Regions from separate parts of the Zea mays genome. Here regions 2 and 3 are each linked to region 1. The links are chromatin contacts, called in public Hi-C maps. All regions are on one chromosome and are shown on one strand. Each heading gives the region's core, a stretch centred on a gene start, on an enhancer-like site or on the middle of the called end of the contact. The rest is flanking DNA. Distances are from core to core; before and after follow the strand shown. Region 1 holds the start of LOC100502288 (Lipid phosphate phosphatase 2). Region 2 holds the start of LOC100275237. Region 3 holds the start of LOC100285775 (protein binding protein).

The links. A called contact is a pair of places that touch in the nucleus more often than the background predicts.
Region 2: a Hi-C map of leaf shows a contact between it and region 1, with 7 times the contacts expected there. The contact joins the promoter of LOC100275237 here to the promoter of LOC100502288 in region 1. A contact is called at or near these places in 4 of 25 Hi-C or Micro-C datasets (ear, leaf and tassel).
Region 3: a Hi-C map of leaf shows a contact between it and region 1, with 6 times the contacts expected there. The contact joins the promoter of LOC100285775 here to the promoter of LOC100502288 in region 1. A contact is called at or near these places in 4 of 25 Hi-C or Micro-C datasets (ear, leaf and tassel).

Annotation. Positions count from the first base shown.
Region 1 is chr8:156,393,122-156,397,604 of Zm-B73-REFERENCE-NAM-5.0, reverse strand. LOC100502288 (Lipid phosphate phosphatase 2) reads right to left here and starts at 2,018. Exons shown (of 8, transcript NM_001196765.1): 1 at 1,674-2,018; 2 at 897-1,143; 3 at 725-812; 4 at 537-646; 5 at 331-424. The coding sequence starts at 1,130.
Region 2 is chr8:156,206,917-156,211,399 of Zm-B73-REFERENCE-NAM-5.0, reverse strand. LOC100275237 reads left to right here and starts at 2,539. Exons shown (of 1, transcript NM_001149372.1): 1 at 2,539-3,424. The coding sequence starts at 2,779. The coding sequence ends at 3,234.
Region 3 is chr8:156,247,704-156,252,186 of Zm-B73-REFERENCE-NAM-5.0, reverse strand. LOC100285775 (protein binding protein) reads left to right here and starts at 1,933. Exons shown (of 5, transcript NM_001361371.1): 1 at 1,933-2,097; 2 at 2,503-2,673. The coding sequence starts at 2,512. It overlaps LOC103636196 (a long non-coding RNA gene), which reads right to left and starts at 2,105. Exons shown (of 4, transcript XR_002264373.3): 1 at 1,339-2,105; 2 at 559-1,213; 3 at 311-481; 4 at 17-130.

The sequences.
Region 1 (4,483 bases), core at 769-3,268:
TCCGTACTCAATGGAAGAGTGAAGGAAGAATGCAGTATTTGACATAAAGGGCTAAAAGGATCACATGGGCAGATAGAAATGGAAAAACCATCAATACATTTGTTTCTTGAGAACTTGATAAACAATATATTGTATACAAAACATATTAAACACCTTGTCCCATACAATTAGCTGATTTAGATCAGAACCTAGAAAAGGAGGCATCAATTATTATATTCACTAAACTGCTGAGGAGGTAGTTAGCACGTCATAAAATAGGACATGTCCCAAACAGTTAGCTCTAATAACATGGGACTAATCCCTATATTTGTAAAGAATAATGTCACTTACATGAAGTATGACCACTTGGAAAGCTTTTATGACCTTCTTTAATAACACTCGCCTGGCCATGGCATATGGCGCCTGTAGTAAAGTTGTTATACTCCTAAAGGCCAAGTAAATTCATAAGATTTCTTATACAATTCAAATGCAATGTAATTGCACAAGGGCTTCAAGTGAGTTATTATCAAGGTTTGACTAAAAGTTAGGAGTTTTACAGGTTTTCCATCAGGGAAGCAACGCCAGAAGAAATCAGGACGTGGTCGCCCAACACCATCCTTTATCGCATCAGTTAAAACAGCAGTAATAAGTACTGAAAATAGGAGACCTGCCAGGACAAGTTAGATTTCAGAATAAGTAATATTGATAAAGTAGAATAGTGAATCTGGCGAGAAAGTGAATGTACCTAGTATGGCATGATGCAGATCATATACATTTCTCTTCTTAAAGTATATCACTGTTATGATAACCATAGGCCCAATGATACCAATTATCTGAACAAGCATGATATTAAGAAAACTTATTTAAGAGGTTCATTGAAATTGACAGGGTAAAACCAAAAGAGAACAGTATGTTACCGGCACAGCCCAAAATGGCACTGTATTGCCCTTCATGGGGTATCTGAGGTCTGTCATCATTTCTGATCCGACGAAGCGATGGAAGGGTTCTATTATATTAAGAACTCCATCCAATACAGCTAAAAGAATTAGCACAATCCAGTCATACATGTGTAGGCGTGCAACTTTGGATCCATGAGAGGATATATAGGGAGTCGGAGGTCCCAGACGAATTGGTGGGGCTGGTGCTGGCATTGCCTCTTGAGTCCTGAAATTGTTAACCGGACAAATTTACGAAATCTACTTATTGAATCGGAAATTCAATACACGATTTGTCGAACCAACTAGACATGTACACTGACAACTGTAAGGATTTCAGTTTCCTCATATCGAAGAGGTATTAAGGACTACAATAAACTAGAGACAAGAGCTAATTGTGCCTTTATATTCTTAGAAACTAGCAGACAAGAGCTAAGGCTTTATTATCGTCTACAAACTTGTGCAACTTTAAGTCATGGAAAATAGTTCTGCAGTATGACTAAATTCTTGTCAGATGTAGTAAGTATATTACTTATGATTTCACCCAAAACCTTCAGAATTATTGAATTCATTAGATACTCCTGAGGCAAGAGGCATGTTCAGGAGCATTAACCAATTAAGAATCTGTGATGGAAGCAGAGCAATAAATCAAAACCAAAATGCGTAGACGTAAGCACATCAAGCAACCGTTCAAACAAGCAAGAGGAGCAGCAGGAAACTAATTATTGGCGACCTAACAACCGAGACAAAGCTATATACCCGGTGGCAGAGACGCTCGCAGGTGCTCGACTGTTTGCCGCCGCCGAGGTCTTGCTGTCTTGTTAATCACGACAACTCGAGATGCGGAAGAGGCGAGAAATGAAGGCCAAGCAAAGAATCGCCCCTTTGGCTCCACGTGCTCCCACTCCTCTTCTCTCGCAGCGCGGCTGCAGTAGTATCAGCACATAAGTACCAGCGTATGGGCAAGCTTGCTTCCTCCGACTCTCCTGCTGTTCTTCCACCTTCTCTTTTCTAGTCTCCTCTTGGCTTGCAATGACTATTAATACCATGCGATGCGAGTGCGCACTGCGCACGCCATGGACGAAACCGTCCAGGCACACCGGCCTCAGAAAGTCACATCTGCCACGAGTCGACGAAGGGTCAGATGAACCCGCCCGCCTGCGCGTCACCGGCTGCGCCGCCGGTTGGAAAATAGCCAATATTCGGGGACGCGGCAGTTGAAGTATGACCGTCTCGTCCGTCGTCCCCATCGAGGGATTACGCGGCTGCCTGGGGAAGGAGGTACCTGACCTGGGAGTTGGCAGTTGGGACCTGGGATGGGACTACGGGAGGAGTCAGGCTGGCAGGAATGAATATGCGTATACCACTGATGTAGTTTTGGCGTCCGCTACTTTGGCCCATGGGCTTCTATCTGGTATTGGGCCGTGGTATGTGTGGTTTGGGTACGCCCTGCTAGACAACGTACTCCCCCGTTACAAAATATAGATACACGTCACATACTACATACTTAAGGGAGTCGATTAATCTCAAACTTAAGTGAATTTATAGAAAATAATATTAATATTTGTATATCCAAATAACTTTATTATTATAATAAAAAATTATTAATTCGTTGATATGTATTTAGTATCATAAGTCAAATATAACTATAAGCTTTGTTGGCTCATCGAAGTATGAGGAGAGAGGAGTGCATTTATTCAAAGACAGAGGTCAGAGTCAGATTGATTGAGTTGACTAGAAATTTTCTCTCGTCTTAGGCGTGGGTTCGAAACTTCGCGTCCGCGGTCTGCGGTCCGCGTCACTGTAAGAGCAACTCCAGTGATTCTCTAAAATACTTCCTAAATCAATAATTTAGGTAGTTAACATGAAAACTATTCTCCAACAGTTCTCTAAATGAACTTTCTAAATTTAACAACTTGTCATCTAACCTCATTTTCTTTCTACATTTGGCAACCATTTAACAACTCACTAAACAAAAATGTTGACTGCATTATATAGTTTTTGTGATTTATTTTTTACGTGGATAAATACAAAACAAAATTACAACCTATATTTAGAGAACTATTGGAAAACTCACATTTTTTTACTCCAATAGCCATTTAGCAACTTCTTAAATCTGTGATTTAGAGAGCTAAAATTTACATAACTATTGGAGTTGCTCTAAGACTGTAACCTTTTTTTTTTTGCAGCTCGCATAACTGGGTTTTTTTGCACGGCTTTTTGCGTTTTCGTGTGCGCGCTCTTGCAGTTTCTGTAAAGCGGCATTTCATTTAAATGCTGCATCTGCATGGAGTAGAGCGTGTGGGTACTCTCCATGCACGCGTGATTGATGGGAGTGGAGTGCGTTGCATACAGCCTTAACATAAATACACGTTGGATTAAATTTCCACCTCGGCTGCATGCAAGAGCAATGCCGTCCAAAAATCCCTTCAATCATACGAGTGACTTGCTTTTAGATACTTTGGCAAAAATGATAATATGACAACTAAAAGAAACAGTAGGGAGTAGATACTATGAGATTTCTTAGCTATTGATATGTTGGAATGTGTTTCAACAAATATTCTATTTTAAAAGATCTATATGTGATATATAGAAATTGTAGCAAAACATATGCATCTAACTGGTTCACTCTAACGATGTTATACTGTTGGATCTTTTATAGGCTGGGCCAATTTATTTAATAAATTTTATGGTGTGTAATGGAGGAGAATACCAATAGTACCATATTGGAAGTCCAAGTGTCGTTGGTTTGACTTATATGGTATAAATTATTCCACTTAATTTGAGAAGTCAAGAAACGAACAAGGCCATGCCACGCGCGCGCGCCGCCGGCCGGGCCCGGCGTGGCGGTGTGCGAGCGAGGCGTGGCGGGGTTGTGTTAATTTTTAGCACTCATTAACCGCGAGAGTTTCAACTCTGGGTTAAAACCTTTTAGTTGCCTATCTCTTGGCGTGCCGCATGCGAGACCCTCCTTTCAGTTGCCCGTCTCTTGGCGTGCCGCATGCGAGACCCTTCTCCTTCAGCTCCCTTCCGCGAAAGGTTAAGAAGGGGAGAACGCCTGTCTCTTGGCACACGCGAGTAGAACACTTTCAGAATCACAGTCCAGTCGCTAGTGAGGGTATCCCTTGCCGTTCGAGACCTTGCACGGGGATCGGCAATTAGGTTTTTGGGAAGCGTCTACGCGACTGCCCAACGTCCGTCGTTGTCTTCATCACTGGTTCCTGGCGTCTTCATCTCGTACGGATGACAAGAGAAGTTGGACAAGGATCAGGATCCTCGGAGCGCATGGGAGGGTATGATCAATTCAGTTCCTTACTGTTTTACGTTCTACAGATTATATATGTTTCATATGTTCATCTCTATTGTTTCGTATGTAGCCATAGGATTATCCAAACTGTTCTGACATACTATTAAAATATCATATCTGTTTGTTTTAATTTTACAGTCATGTTGTTTATGTTACTATCTGTTTATTTTCAATTGTTCTGTCAGTTTATATGCTTATTATATTTATATGATTCATATGTTTTATGTTCTCATGATCCAAATTGTTATGGATATATTTGATA
Region 2 (4,483 bases), core at 1,290-3,789, 190 kb after region 1:
CACTGACGAACTCCACGCTGAACTCTACCGCCTTGGTGGCATTTTGGAGTTCGAAAACAGCTGCAGTGGTGAACTCTATCCTAAACTGCATCAAGCCCGACGCACCTTCGAACTCTATTCCTAGAGACTTGGCGTTTGGACTCCATCTTCTCTCTCACATCCACGGTGGCAGCGGATCGTTGGTCCCGCTGTGGCTCGGATCGCAGGGCCACTGTAGACGTGAGTTGGTATTTGAAAAGAAATGATATAATATGTGGTAGTTGGTATAGAGTTGAGATATGGAGTAGATATGACTGCGGAGAATTTTAGTATAGAGTAAAGAATTTTGCTGATAAGGACAGAATATTCCTTTTAGGGTAGAAATTTAGAGTTGTATGAGTGTGGATAGCCTAACGCCGCGAAGCGACCCTATTTGTCTGCTTTTTTTCTACGAGGATCAGAGAAGCAGCAGCAGCAGACCTACCTTGCTCTCCGCTTTTCTGTGGACGACCAAAGCGGGGCCAAGTCTTGATCCTCATCCAAAGGAGCAAGGCCAAGTGGCCAAACTTTTACTTGCACTGTACGATCAAAGAGCTCAGCTGAAGGTATATACCCTGTGGTAGTGGTAGTGATACTGCCCATAGCGAGAAGCGCCTGGCAGCCAGCAACATCGCCATCGCCATCGCCCATCATGGTGGATTCGACGGCGAAACGGACCCTCGTGCGGGCCCCGCTTATTTGATGCACCCGTGTACTCCCCGGCGGCCCGGCCGGTCCCGCGAGCGCACTCCCACAAATAATTGGATCCAATCGAAAGAAATGAATTGAATTGAATACCATCCGCTAGGGGTGAAAACGGGCGAATACGGACGGATAGTAGCTCATCCTATATCCTACCCTAATGTATTTAAAACGGATTCGGGATCGGATACGGATAGTTAGAAACGGGACGGATACGGATACAGGGACCGGATATTTATCCGGGCGGATAAGTGACGGATACGGATATTATTTGATCGGATATCGGATACTTGTCGGATAATTCATTAATTGGTTATCATAAAATATTCTTGTTCGATCACGAAATTGCAAGTAAATTAATACTAATAAACATTTAATAGAATATAATCTCAAGTTCCCACATAAAAATGGTAAAGTGAAGTATTGATTATGTTAAAACTTGGATACTTAGAGTGATTTCACGTGTAACTCACGCAATAAGTGGAAATAAAATAGAAAAAACGTTGACATCCTGTGAATTTTATGGTCTCATTCTATTCAAATAAAACCTCAAGTCGCCACATGAAAATGATAAATGAAATATTAATTATGTTGAAACGTCGATACATAAAATGATTTCAAGTGTAACTCACGCAATAAGTGGGAGTGGAATGGAAGAAACACCAACATCTTGTGGATTTTATAATCCAAATGTTTTTTTAGAACTATATGTAGATATATGTTGTGTCCCAGTAAAAATTGATGAATTTTTTAGGCTATTTGGTGTATTATTAATTTCTTGTTGTAGAAAATCATCAAAATACAATTAAATTCATAAAAATATTGTAGTGTCGACCGGAAATTGCGAATAAGTTACCAATATTAATAAATAGTTTATAAAAAGATAATTCTAAGTTCCCACATGGAGATAATCTTAAGTCCCCACATTTTCATGTTAAAGTCTATTATTTTGATATAAATTTAGACATTATTTCAATGATTTTGGCCTAAATATATGTTTAAACAAAAATGTGTTGTACTACAAAGTTATAGATCTCTTCGAGCTCTACAATTTTCATATAAACTTTATCTTCATCCGATTTCATATGTAAAAGTTATGATTTTATAACTATATTATTATGCAGAAAAAGAAAAAACGGGTACCCGAATTCCGGGTACCCGTATCCGACCCGAATATCCGGGTATTTACCGGGTAGTACTCGTTCCGTATCCGACCCGAATCCGAAGCTGTACTATCCGGGTATTACCCGTATCCGTCCCGAATATAAAAATACCTGTATCCGTATCCGAAAAATGGTCCCGAATGAGTATCCGTATCCGGTACCCGTTTCGGGTACCCTACCCGTTTTCACCCCTACCATCCGCTGTGTACTTCCATCTGAGAGGCGACCACGTTTTGACCCGATAAAATACCAGCTGCGTTGCACGAACCGACGCCCAACTGTTGGGTGCAACGGCAAGCCATCCAGCCCATCCATCTGCTATTAAAAAATGCTTCTGCCGTTAGCGCCTCCTTTGTTTTTTGTTTTTGTTTTGCCGAACGGCTATAATTAGCACGGAACGAGGTTCCTCAGAGTGCGAATGCTTTCGCGGTCGTGCGGTCTCACTTCTCAGACGAGCTTTCGGCTAGTAAACCACAAGGCCAGATTCTGGCGAATAACTAGCCAAAATTCGAACCGAAATTTTATTATGTATTTTGTTTTAGACGGAGAAAAAAATAGTATCCCAACGAGAGAAAAAAAAAGAGAATCAGATTTTGTATCGGCTCAGAGATTTTAAAAAAGAAGATTAAAGTACATCCGCGCCGGAGCCGGACGCACGAAGATGCCTCCCTACCGAATGTAAAAAAAATATGCGAAAAGCAACAGACATCAGACAGCACAAGACAGCAGCGTCCCTAGTCCCCTCCCGGCACCGGCCTCCCCCTACCTCCTTCCCACGCCAGGAGCCACGAGGCCACGACCACCCCCACGCCTGTCCTACGCGAATCGCCCGCACCGGAAGCGAAAGCAAGGCAAGGTAGGAACGCAACGCAACGCAACGCAAGTGGACGAGGGCATGGACTCCGAGCCGGCGGCGGCGGCGCGCAGCAAAAAGGAGCGCAGCGATGCCAAGACGAAGAAGCGGCAGGGAGGCGGCGGAGGCGGCCCGCGTGGGCCCGGCGTGTCCCCGGCAGCGCCCCCCGAGGACGCCACCGGGAGCGGCGCGGCGGTGGCGGAGTGCGCGGCGGCGTGCTGCGTGCTGTGCGCCTGCCTCCCCGTGACCGTGCTCTGCTGCGTGGCGCGCGCCCCGCTCCGCGTCGCGCGCCGGTGCTGCGGCACGTGGAGGCCGCGGCGGCGGCGGCCCCGGCGGCGGCTCGCGCCGGGTGGGTCCTCGTCGTTCTCGGACGCCGAGGCCGGGGAGTTCCTGCAGGGCGGCGCCCGCGGGCGCGCAATGGGGCGGGAGGGGACGCGGCCCTCGCCGCGTGTCGGCCGGACTGCCTCGCCGCCGGCGTCGGATCGGGGGCGGAGGTAGCGCCAGTTTAGTCAGTTACTGACATTTTTCTTTTTGTCACCGTCGTCTTCTGCTCTTTTTCTTTCCCCCTCTCCTCTGCGATTTGCCGATTTTGTTGTAAGTTGTAAACCATATCTAGAGGTGGAGAGCATCTGCCAAGTAGGAGGATGGGTATGCCGCTGTTTCGGCGGTCTCTCCTCGCTCATTTGCTCCTTCTCGGCTTTGTTTTGCTCTAATCCAGGAACTGGTTTTGGCGAAACCAAAATGGTTTCGTCACGCCGATCCTACCAGGTGGCAGGTGTCGACTGCATTGTTCTAGTGTTATTTTCCTAGTGTACACTCACAGACTCGCTCCTCAATCGCACACCAACAGCTGCATTATCACTTTTACCTTTAATCATTGTGCCAAACAACAGGATTATTTTCCACTTAACACTGATACAGCTTAATACGTTGACTGAAATCTGATACGGCTTAGCGCAAATTTAATAATACAGCTGGCAGCTGGTTATAAGGATCTTGTAGCCTCATAAGGGCATGGACAAACCATTTAACATGGGGTATCTTGAGAGTTTTTTTAGGACTAATTGAAAAAAAATATAAGAGACCACTATTCGCTGAGAGTTCGTCTCTGCACAAGACCAGACATATTGTCTCTTAACTATATTTATGATCTAGTGTCTTAAGATTGTATCATGCAGTCTCTTAAGTGTATTTTGTAATTGAAAAAATGAACCACTATCTTAATGTTGTACATGTCCTAATGATATTTAGCCCACTTCTCCTTTCTATCCTCTAGCTCAGTATTTAGCCAACTTATAACCTTTTATTATAATTTTCTCTTAGAAGTAGAGTGAAGTCTGGTGAAGTATGAATCCGTTGCTGGTCAACGTAACGTACTTATCGTTGATTCATTCGATTCTCGCCAGTAAAGAAAAACATGCGTGCATTTAAGGGGTTTTTCAATCCATTATTAAACGACAGACCACTGGCGATGTATTTAATAAATGAAGTGGGGGCGAGTCACCCAGCGGCCAGCCTCCCCTACTTAGGAATGTTGGTTTCAACCTCAATCTATATAGATTAAAGGGAATTGAGGGAGTTTAAGGCAAAAATCTCTCTCAATTTATACTAATCTTCTTTAATCCATATGGAACTATAATAATAATAGCCGAAAAGCCATGCGAATTGGAAAAAAAAAGGGCGAGAACAGCAGACTGCCGAAAGATGCCCGCAGGCCCCAGAGGCTCCACTGCTTTTATAGCAGTCC
Region 3 (4,483 bases), core at 684-3,183, 150 kb after region 1:
ATGGCTGTCACACAATAGTAGGATGCTTCGCGACTACCATACGACATGCCTTTTTGTAGCTCACGCCATTATCAGTGATAATTTGGACCAGATGCTCTGGACCAATTTCGGTTACGATGTCCATGATTTCCTACATGTATCATCCAAATTAGAACAATAAGAGGCACGTAGAATAGCATTCAACCAACCATAAAACAATAATGAAATTATCTTGTATAGGTAGTTCGCATCCTGGGATTTACTAGTTGCATCCACCGATTTATGGAAGAACATAACATCATTGGAAAATAACATGAAATTAATCACTGACATTTGGGTTGGTCCTGTCCAGTGTCCATGAGTCGCACATGATGGTAAGTCCATATGTTGTCCAGTGCTCCTTGAACTTCGTAAAATCAACCTGCAATTCCTTCTCATTCTCGTCTAAGTAAGAAGTAACGATTGCCAATCAAATAGCCTTTCGGATATTGGACCCCATCACCTACAAGTTAGGTACAATATAAATGAGAGAAATGTACGACATTGATTGACAATGATAAACTATGGATCCACACTCACCATGTTTTTGCGTCTCTCTTAATGCATTGATGAAATATGGACTGTTAGCTACTTAGCTTTATGCCCTGGAATCACCTCCGCATGGAACCACTTAGCCCACCGCTAACCAACAAAATGGACCACATTCTTTCCTGCCTTAGAGAATGGACCTGTATCAATCCTTATCTAAACCATATATGGCTTCTCCTTCCTAGAACATATTCTCCCAAACACACCAAGGATACCACCTTAGGATGAGCCACCACCCGTCTCATACGTGCAACCGCTCACGCGAGCACGCCTCCTAAGCTCCTCCTCCTCTCTCGACACACGCATTGCGCCCTGTAACTCATCATCATCATCAACATCATCATCATCCATCATCATCATCATCATCATCATCATCATCATCGGAACCATGATGCGAATCCACCACTTGCAACTTCTTGCCTCTTCCGCTACTCTTTCTTTCCTTTTATCATGGACCTTATCAAGTTCCCGTTGAAAGTAATCTACAATGTTTGGTGGAACGTTGTGACAACCTTGTACATCCCCCACACGATGCAAGGTGTTGCTTGAAACGTGTAGCACCACCCACTTCCACAGTTTCTTATAATACTTGTACTTGAATCTGGAATATATGTTGTCCACGTGTTTCTAAACCGGACCGACATCCCTGAAAATAGGAACAACACGAACTGTTATTATCATATATTGCAAGTGTCACTCCTATTTTAAAAGATTTCAAACGAAAAGGGAAAAAACCCCAAAACCTAGCTCCTACTCGGCCTGTCGGCTTACCAGTGTTCCTTGCTGATTAATTGGTAACTCGCCTTGATAAGTCGGTCTACGATGTTGATTAGTCGGTCCTAACCGATGGAACGACTGGGAGGCCCACGCCCACACCATCCCCTCGCACTGCTGCTCCTACTAGGCTACTACTACGCCGCAGCCGCACAGGCAGACGCGTCGATTCAACCACACTGCTGCCAGTCTGCCACAACTATTTACTGCCGCCCCCTCATCACCGCCACGGGCCCGGCGAGCAAGCGCCAGCCAGGGGAGGGAAGCCGAGGCCTAGGACAGGAGGCCATGTCAGGGGACCGCTCGTCCACGGCAGAGCGCCGGCGGGGGATCCGGCGCCTCCTCCTGCATCCGCGCGGCGAGGCCTCCTCGCCTCCGCCTCCGCCGCCAGCGCCGGCGCCGGAGGAGGGGAGAAGGAAGGGGTTCGCCTCGGCGGCGCTGCGCGGCCTGGGCTGCACGTCGGCGGCGGCGTCCAAGGCGTACGCGCCCGGAGCGGCCGCGGCGGCGGCCTTGCGGTCGTCGGCGGACTGGCACGGGCGGCGGCGGAGGAGGGGCAAGGACAGGAGGAAGGAGCGTGGCGGCGGCGGAGCGGGAGCGGGCGGAGGCCTCGTCACCGGTGGGATCGGCGCCGATGTGTGGTGCGCACCCGGGATACCCTTCGCCGCGGAGGCGTCCTCGGTGGACTGCGTGGTGGCGCGGCACCAGACGGTGGGGAGGGGCGGCCGCGGCGCCGAGGGGGAGAGGTCCCACAGAGAGGTGCGTCCACGGCTTCCTCGCTTCTGCTAACGGATTTCCTTCGTTTTCAAAGGATTCAGTCGTTCCCTGTGGCTGGGGGCCGCCGTTGTTCGTTTGAAATAATTACGCATCCTTTTCTTTTCCTTCTGCGATCGTAGCGTGCTTTTTTGTCAGGTTCACAGCATTTCTGCCCCGCCCCCCCCCCCCCCCCCCCTCAAAATTTGATTAATGCTATTAATTCCCTATTTAATCTCGACAACTGTGATTACGGACGGTTATCAATACTGTTCAAAGGGTCAACGCGATTGGTCGTTCTTTGTTCTCTGGGTTCTTTCCCGAATTCTTTTTGTTTTATTCTATATGTATATATGCAAGTGGAATCTTTTCCATGTTCTGCTGTCTTGATGAGCTCTACCCGAACCACAGAGGCCGTGCATGTCCCGGAGGGCGACCGTGCAGGAGCAGATATCCTCGCCCTTCATGGACTCGCCGCCGCCGCACCTCGACGCCCCCTTCTTCGGGGCCGATCTGATCCCCTCCGGCCGCCTCCGTCGGATGCGCGGGTACCGCTACTCCCCCGGAGGCCTCGAGGAAGAGGTACGGCACACCATTGCATTGCACGCAGACAGACGCTTGCACTCTGCCTCTCGCCGTCTCGCGCTTGCTTACACGCATCAGCCGCATCCGTTCCATGCCCTGCCGACTCTGGCGGTTGGTGGCGAAGTTCAGGGATGCCGACTCCGGCAGTTGGTTGCGAAGTTCAGGGTCGTTAAGCGCGTGGTCATCTCACATGTTTCTGCGTGTGATGCGTGCGTGGTAACTGGCTGTACGCTGTTCGGTAACTCCCCTGGACGGATGGGTGAGAGTTGGAAGTGGTTGACTTGCTCGTTCCGTGCTCTAAACGTGACGTGAGATGGAGGCCTTCGTGGGAATTGTTAACTCAACCGGTGCCTTAACAGGCACAATGATATCGGTGGTACAGCCGTGACCCGTGTATTGACATGGGCATTTATATTAGTGTGCCAACAATGGAGGTGCGTAGTAGCAGAATTCGATTACACACAGAGAAGTTTTATAGCCAGCATAGATTAGCTTATCACTCCCTCCATCCCAGGCGTGCATGTATTTGGAAAAGTCAATATTTTAAATCTTTGACTAATAATTTAGCAAAAAAACGTATATTTTTACCCAATGCATGCTATATTTGGATTCATATACAAAAGTATTTAAGGTGATAGTATTTTTTGTACTTATTGTCTTATTGATGATATATTTTGAAAGATATGAATGATCAAAAGTTTTGTTTTAAAAACTGTGCCAAAAAATTATATGCCCTAAATAATGGGACGGAGAGAGTACTACCATTGTACCAAAAAAATGCAACTCTAGCTTTGTACTTGGTCCCATAGTTATTTGTCGTTTTATAGAAAAATGGTCAAACTTGAGATAGTTTTTTGTGGGTAGCTATTGTTGCATTCTTTTTTGCGGGTAAAGGCAGTATTTAACAGCATTGTTGGCTTAGGTTCCCTGTGCGGCTGTGCCTAACAGACGCTTATGCAAATACATGCTTTCCTTTTGGACAAGATAAACTTCACCGTGCTTTGTTGATGTGGTTATATTTAAATGGCCTATAGAATTATTTTTGCATTGTTCATGTCCTCGGGACCAGTTGATGTCAAGTAGAAGTCCTGGTGATTCAAGTCTTAGGATAGCTGCAGTTGATGAATGAATGAAACGAAAAGCGGTGTGTCCATTGAAAAAGACCTCCCAAGCGATGTGTCGATTAGAAGAGACCTCCCAACCGTGGCGTGGTTTGGTCCTGTATATTCCAACGCCAATAACAAGTATGAATACTGGATTAATACTGGATTCTCCGTGCTGAGCTGCGCAAAATGGTCACTGGTTCTTTAGAATGGGGGCAGTAGTGGCGGAACACCTGACATTTACGGCAAATAATATGGCTCGATTCTCCTTTGGCATACAATTCTGGTGGATCGTACAGTATGTTCAATGAAGGAATAGTCATGCTGGTTTCAAATGGCAGATGGGTGGTGCTGGCAGTTAATCATTTATTATTAATGCCAAGCCTGCTTTGCTGGACTGAGCTATTATTTTCTGTCTGCTTAAGGGGACCAATCCTTCATGCTTTTTATCATTTGCCTGTTGCTTCAGTCATTATCAGATCTGGAGTTGTAGTGATTCCTTCTATGTGGGCACCTGCCTAGTAATGGCCCCTACATTAATCATTCAATACCAAGATTCACAAGCACTGTCGGTCTGTACAGGTGCCAATTAATAGATATTGGAACACACTGTTAATCTACTTAGGTGTTATTTCCAAACCTGATTAACAGATGCCTATTGGCCTCATTATATAGAGTAGATAGCTGGTGCCAATCCGCAGTGT